2 separate regions of the Danio rerio genome follow, and region 1 is linked to region 2. The links are chromatin contacts, called in public Hi-C maps. All regions are on one chromosome and are shown on one strand. Each heading gives the region's core, a stretch centred on a gene start, on an enhancer-like site or on the middle of the called end of the contact. The rest is flanking DNA. Distances are from core to core; before and after follow the strand shown. Region 1 overlaps tcf4 (transcription factor 4). Region 2 has its middle 17 kb from the start of txnl1.

Evidence for each region. Hi-C and Micro-C count contacts between places; a contact is called where the count stands out from the background.
Region 1: a Hi-C map of skeletal muscle shows a contact between it and region 2, with 3 times the contacts expected there. The contact joins two enhancer-like sites. A contact is called at or near these places in 4 of 18 Hi-C or Micro-C datasets (caudal fin, embryo, hematopoietic stem cells and 1 more) and 2 of 4 datasets of contacts at active chromatin or transcription factors (caudal fin and embryo).

What each region holds. Positions count from the first base shown.
Region 1 is chr21:1,802,519-1,805,271 of GRCz12tu, forward strand. The region is part of intron 8 of tcf4 (transcription factor 4); the gene reads left to right. Among named protein-coding and RNA genes, the nearest start is that of tcf4, 190 kb to the left of the region's middle. Within about 2 kb of position 1,308, at least 12 of the 62 cell types and tissues checked have an H3K27ac peak or open chromatin away from gene starts, as enhancers often do. A contact at or near this core is called in skeletal muscle, where this site is marked.
Region 2 is chr21:1,382,086-1,384,785 of GRCz12tu, forward strand. No RefSeq gene overlaps it. Among named protein-coding and RNA genes, the nearest start is that of txnl1, 17 kb to the left of the region's middle. Within about 2 kb of position 1,311, at least 4 of the 62 cell types and tissues checked have an H3K27ac peak or open chromatin away from gene starts, as enhancers often do. A contact at or near this core is called in skeletal muscle, where this site is marked.

The DNA.
Region 1 (2,753 bases), core at 58-2,557, 420 kb after region 2:
TATATATAGACAGAAGTATTAACCCTCCTGAATTTTTGTATTTTATAGAAAGTCATAAGAAAAAATAAGATGTATTAAATTAAAGATTTTCCCCCCAATTTAAATAAAGTACCTAATTACTTTTTACATTTATGTATATATATTCTCATAATTTTTAATCAAAAGCAAAAAATATCCATTAAATACATTAATTAATTACTTAAAAACGTTATTTTATTCTTACAATTCCTTATTAAATATGAAAATTTAAATAGCAAAATCTTTCTTTTTTTATTATGTTTATCCATTATATATATATATATATATATTCTCTCACACTTTCCATTAATTTGAAATTTAAATAGCAGTCTCATTTTATTATTATTATAATTATTAATATGTATTTATTTATTTAGTTACTTATTTTAAATATTAAATGTTGAATAAATACAGTAATTATTTACCTAAATATTTTATATGCATTCTCAAATTTTTCAAATAAAAGAGAAAATTTAAATTAAAAAATCGATTTTTTATTATATTTATAATTATTTATTTATGTATTTTTTTATTCATTATTTACTTATTTAATTAGTTATTTTAAATAATAAAGTGTTCATGCTGTGTGTGTGTGTGTGTGTGTGTGTGTGTGTGTGTGTGTGTGTGTGTGTGTGTGTGTGTGTGTGTGTGTGTGCGTGCGCATGCACGTACATGCGTACGTATCTGTGTGTGTGTGCGTGCGTGTGTTTGTTAGAGAGACTGTTTTTATAAGTGTGTTCGTGTGTGTGTGTGTGTGCGTATGCTTGTGTGTGAATGTGTGACAGTGCCTTTGTGTGTGTGTGAGAGACTGTTCATGTGTGTGTAAGAGAGACTATGTATTTTATGTGTGTGCATGTGACTGTCTTCGTATGTGTGTGTGTGCGTGCGTGTGCTTGTGTATGAGAGAGAGTCTTTGGGTGTGTGTGTGTGTGTATGTGTGTGTGCGCAAGTCTCTGTGTGTGTGTGTGACTGTTTTGCATTGTGTGTATGTGTGCGAGAGAGATTGTGATTGTGATTGTGTGTGTGTGTGTGTGTGTGTGTGTGTGTGTGTGTGTGTGTGTGTGTGTGTGTGTGTGTGTGTGTGTGTGTGTGTGTGTGTGTACACGTGTGTAAAACTGTTTTAGTGTGCATGCATGTGTGCGTCTGAATGTGTGAGTGACTGTGTGAGTGTGGGTTCAGGTGTGTCTCCATGGTGACGGTTTGACTGACAGGTAGCGGTCGGAGTGTGCAGTGTGCAGACGGAGGTAAGAGTTTGGCTGCGTCCCAAAACTCAGCCAAAGAAAGAAAGAAAGAAAGCAGCAGCCTCCCTCCCGCACCAGCTGTCCACAGCGCTTGTGTTGGAAGCAGAGTGTGAGAACGCTGTTTAAAACCAACCGTGTGTGTGTGTGTGTGTGTGAACCCTGCAGAACCTCGGGTTGCGTCTTAATGAACATGTGCTTGATTTGCAGTCAGGATTTGTGAGATATCGCTGAACAATCCAGTGTCATTTTGCTGCTTTCCTCCAGCCATGTTCCACTGACACAGATGAAGTCGAGTTCATGATCATAAAGAATTTAAAAAGGCCAAATTAGTAATTTCAGCGCAATCTTGCGAGTTTAATTAGTGTTTGAGACTCATAAAGGAATAATTCAGACACACACACACAAAAAATGAACATTCTGTCATCATTTACTAACCCGCATGACACACAAAAGGAGGAGCTGCTCTTTGATGATGATGAAAAAAAGCATTAATAATCCATACATCAGCATTTATATTACAAGTTCATAGTTCTGTGGACTGAATGATTATAAGACACAAAAGGAGATACTTAGTAGAATGTAAAAATCTGATATTTTAATATACAGTTTGTTCTAAATCAGTAGTTTTGCATACATTTAATTAGTGTCTGAGACAAAAATAATGTTCTGATGTCATTGAAAAACTTGCATGACTTTCTTCTGTAAAACACAAAAGGAGATGTTTAGCAGAATGTGCACGCTGCTATTTTTGTATATAATGAATATGCATGGGAATGCCAGCAGCTAAGCTGCAAAACTGACCAAAAACAAACATTAAAATGAGCTATTATGATGTTTTTGTCTTATTTAGAGCTCAAGTTTCTCTATTTGCATTCACTTTCACTAACAGAGGAGATATATATAGTGAAAATGTCCAAAAACACTTTTATAATTAACAGCTATGGTGTTTGTCGTCCTTTTCTAGAGCTTAAATTTCTCTATTTGCATTCACTTTCACTAAAGGAAAAACGAAAGGAGATATGTGGTGGAATGTGCGCGCTGCTGTTTTATAGTGAAAATGCATGCCAATAAAAGCCTTTAAGATGTAAAAATGACCAAAAACAACATTATAATGAGCTTTTATGATGCTTTTTGTTCTTTTTAGAGCTCTATTCCCTCTATTTGCATTCACTTTCACTTAAGGAGAAACAAAAATAGATGTTTAATATAATGTCCATGATGCTGTTTCATATATCAAGGGAAAATGCATGTCCATGGAAGCGTTTGAACCACAAAAATGACCAAAAAATATATATATTATTATGAGCTATTATGAATTTTCACCTATTGTAGAGCTCAAATTCTTTATTTGCATTCGCTTTCACTATATGTAGAACATATTTTAATATATGTTCTAAATCAGTATTTTGTCTAAGTTTAATTAGTGTCTGATGCATAAAATAATGTTCTGACGTCATTTAAAAACCTGCATGACATTATTTCTTCTGTAAAACA
Region 2 (2,700 bases), core at 61-2,560:
CTGAAAATTGTCCTTATATTTGTTTAAATTATACCCTACAATTTAAAACACACACGAAATGGGTTCAGTCATTAAAATCAAAATGCTCATTTTATTTTAAACCGCTTGAATCATTATGTGGTGTGTTTTCACGAACGAATAAATACATTTTCCGCGCTTAAAGGAATGCACTTTAAACATTGCCTTTTAAGCACAATAAACTATATAATTTGTGAAGAATAAATGCTAAAATTATAGACCATCAAAAACAAAATGGTGCAAAACTGTTCTCAAGAATTTACGGATAAATTAGATGTTAAAGTCATGTAATGACTGACTATTATTATTATTCTGTTTTCTATTAATTAATACTGTTTAGTTATTAAGAATAAACCCATATTTAAAATAAATACACAATTAAAACATTCATAAATCAGTTTAATTTGATTCATTTAGCTTTAATTTAAAATGAAATCATATAACAGTGTATAATAATGATTTGAATGGCATTAAATTATCAATATAATACTGCTTTAAATATAATAATTAATTTATAATTCTAATTAAATTCGGTGTATAAATGAGGTTCATTAGTAAATATGGGTTAGGTATTTTCATAATGCGCCATTGTTTTCCTTGGGAGTTAAGGATTAATAATACACAAATACTGCTAGGCTTTATATTTAAATTCGTTTATTATATGTATATAAATATAATAAACATCCCTAAATCTTTATTTTAAAGCGTCAAGTAAATTAAATCCAACTATAAAGTAGCTTAAAATATAATTACAATATTTATAAACGCTTTCAATAGGAGATTTGCGTTCATAAGAGAGGAAAAAGAAAAGGCGAACACCTTTCTGTACAAGATAAATTTGTAGCTCCGACTAACATTTATTAAATTTAACATCTACAGAAGTGTACCAAAATAAATACGGCCAGTTCAGCATATTCATGTGTTCACAGTGAAGCCTGCAGAGACCTGACCGGTTCATATGTGAGGTTTATTTTTATATATGAATCTTCTGAGGTGTTTATTTATTTATTTCTGTAGCCGTTCATCTGCTTCAGTATTAAATTCAGATCCTCGAGGCCTGGTTATCTGAAGCTGAAGCTATATATTTATGTGCTGGAACAGGAATTAAATGTGTTCGGTAATGAAATAAGAGCTATAAAATGGCGGTCAGTGTGGATCTGATTTCTATAAAGTCAACAAAAACCCAACAAGAACCACATTACCCTGGAGTCAAGTTCAGGCGCGCGCTTTCTCTCTCTCTTTCTCTCTTAAAGGGCTTTCAGGAATTCAGATGAAATGTCACTACAGGCTGACAGAAATCGGGGAAACAGGTGTCGTGTGAAATCGCACAGTCTGTCTCACGACTCTTCCGAAAAATGAGCAAAAAATAGAAGCGGCCCGACACTTTTATACCAATCACAAATGTCAATCATATTTTTTTTTTCGCGCGCACGCCATGGCTGAAGTGATCCTTCGTTGGCGCTGGCGGGAAATTCCTGACTGAAGTTCAACAAAATGGTGGCGCTTTCCCAGATCAACAACAATGTTTTGTACATTTTATACACTCCGTTTTATGTATATTCAGTTTAATATATAAATATAAGCAGGATATTATGAATATCAGGATATTTATATGTGGAAAATGTGAGTACACCTGCACCACGCACATTCTGAAATGTGTTTAGATATGTAATATTGATGAAGTTGATTTAGAGGGTTAATCAATTATTAATATTGTGTTTTAAGTGATTTCAACGTTGCTAAGGTGTTCCAAGAGAGTTGGTCAGCCTTTTTAACACCATGATGTTCAGATTGTTTTTATGCTAGTAGCTTAATTTTAGATACTAAGTTGTATCTGTTTGTTAAATTATGCCGTTTGTTAATTAAACACTAGTATTTATTTATTAGATACAGTTCTTATTGCAAAAAATAAACCACATATAGGGAATAGCATCCTATAGTAGACACTTTCTTTTGTAATCACTACTAGTAACTTATCTTATTGGGCTCAGCTGCTTTTTATTTGTCTTATAACATAATCAAAATGAACACAGTTCAGTTAATACACTTACTGTAGTAAATAATAATAATCTTAAAACAAACATTTACTCGCAGTAAATAAATAGTAAACGTAGTAAATAAAAACTAGAATGTAAAAAACATATACATACTGTACATAAGTATTGTAGTCACCTACAATTGTATAGGTATAGAATCCCTATTAAATAAGTTGATTGTACTTATTAAATATATAAGGATTTGGTACCTAGATCTATTAAAAACTAGAATCTGATGAATAAGTATCTTAATAAGGTAGTATATGAGGATGAAACTGTTGTAAAAGTGCTAGTGAATAAGTACTTGATGGAATGGGTATCAAAACACAAGCATGAAAATAGATATCAGTATATTTTATTGATTAAATGTTAGATTGGCTTGCCATAGAGAGTTTAGCACATTGCCAAGCCATTGCTATAGTGTTTTGACTGGGCTTCAGCTCATTGCTGAATTGTTCAGACTGGCTTTAGTGTGCTGTTTAACAGCTGTGGTGGTGTTTTAACTGGGTTTTAGTGAGTTGCAAAACACTGTTTTTTTGGGCTCTGCTCTGTTTTACTGAACTATTTTGTTCTGACTGGGTTCTAACTTAATGTGTTTGGATATGTGTTGTCACTGGTTTCTACTGCACTCTCATTTTGACTTTTT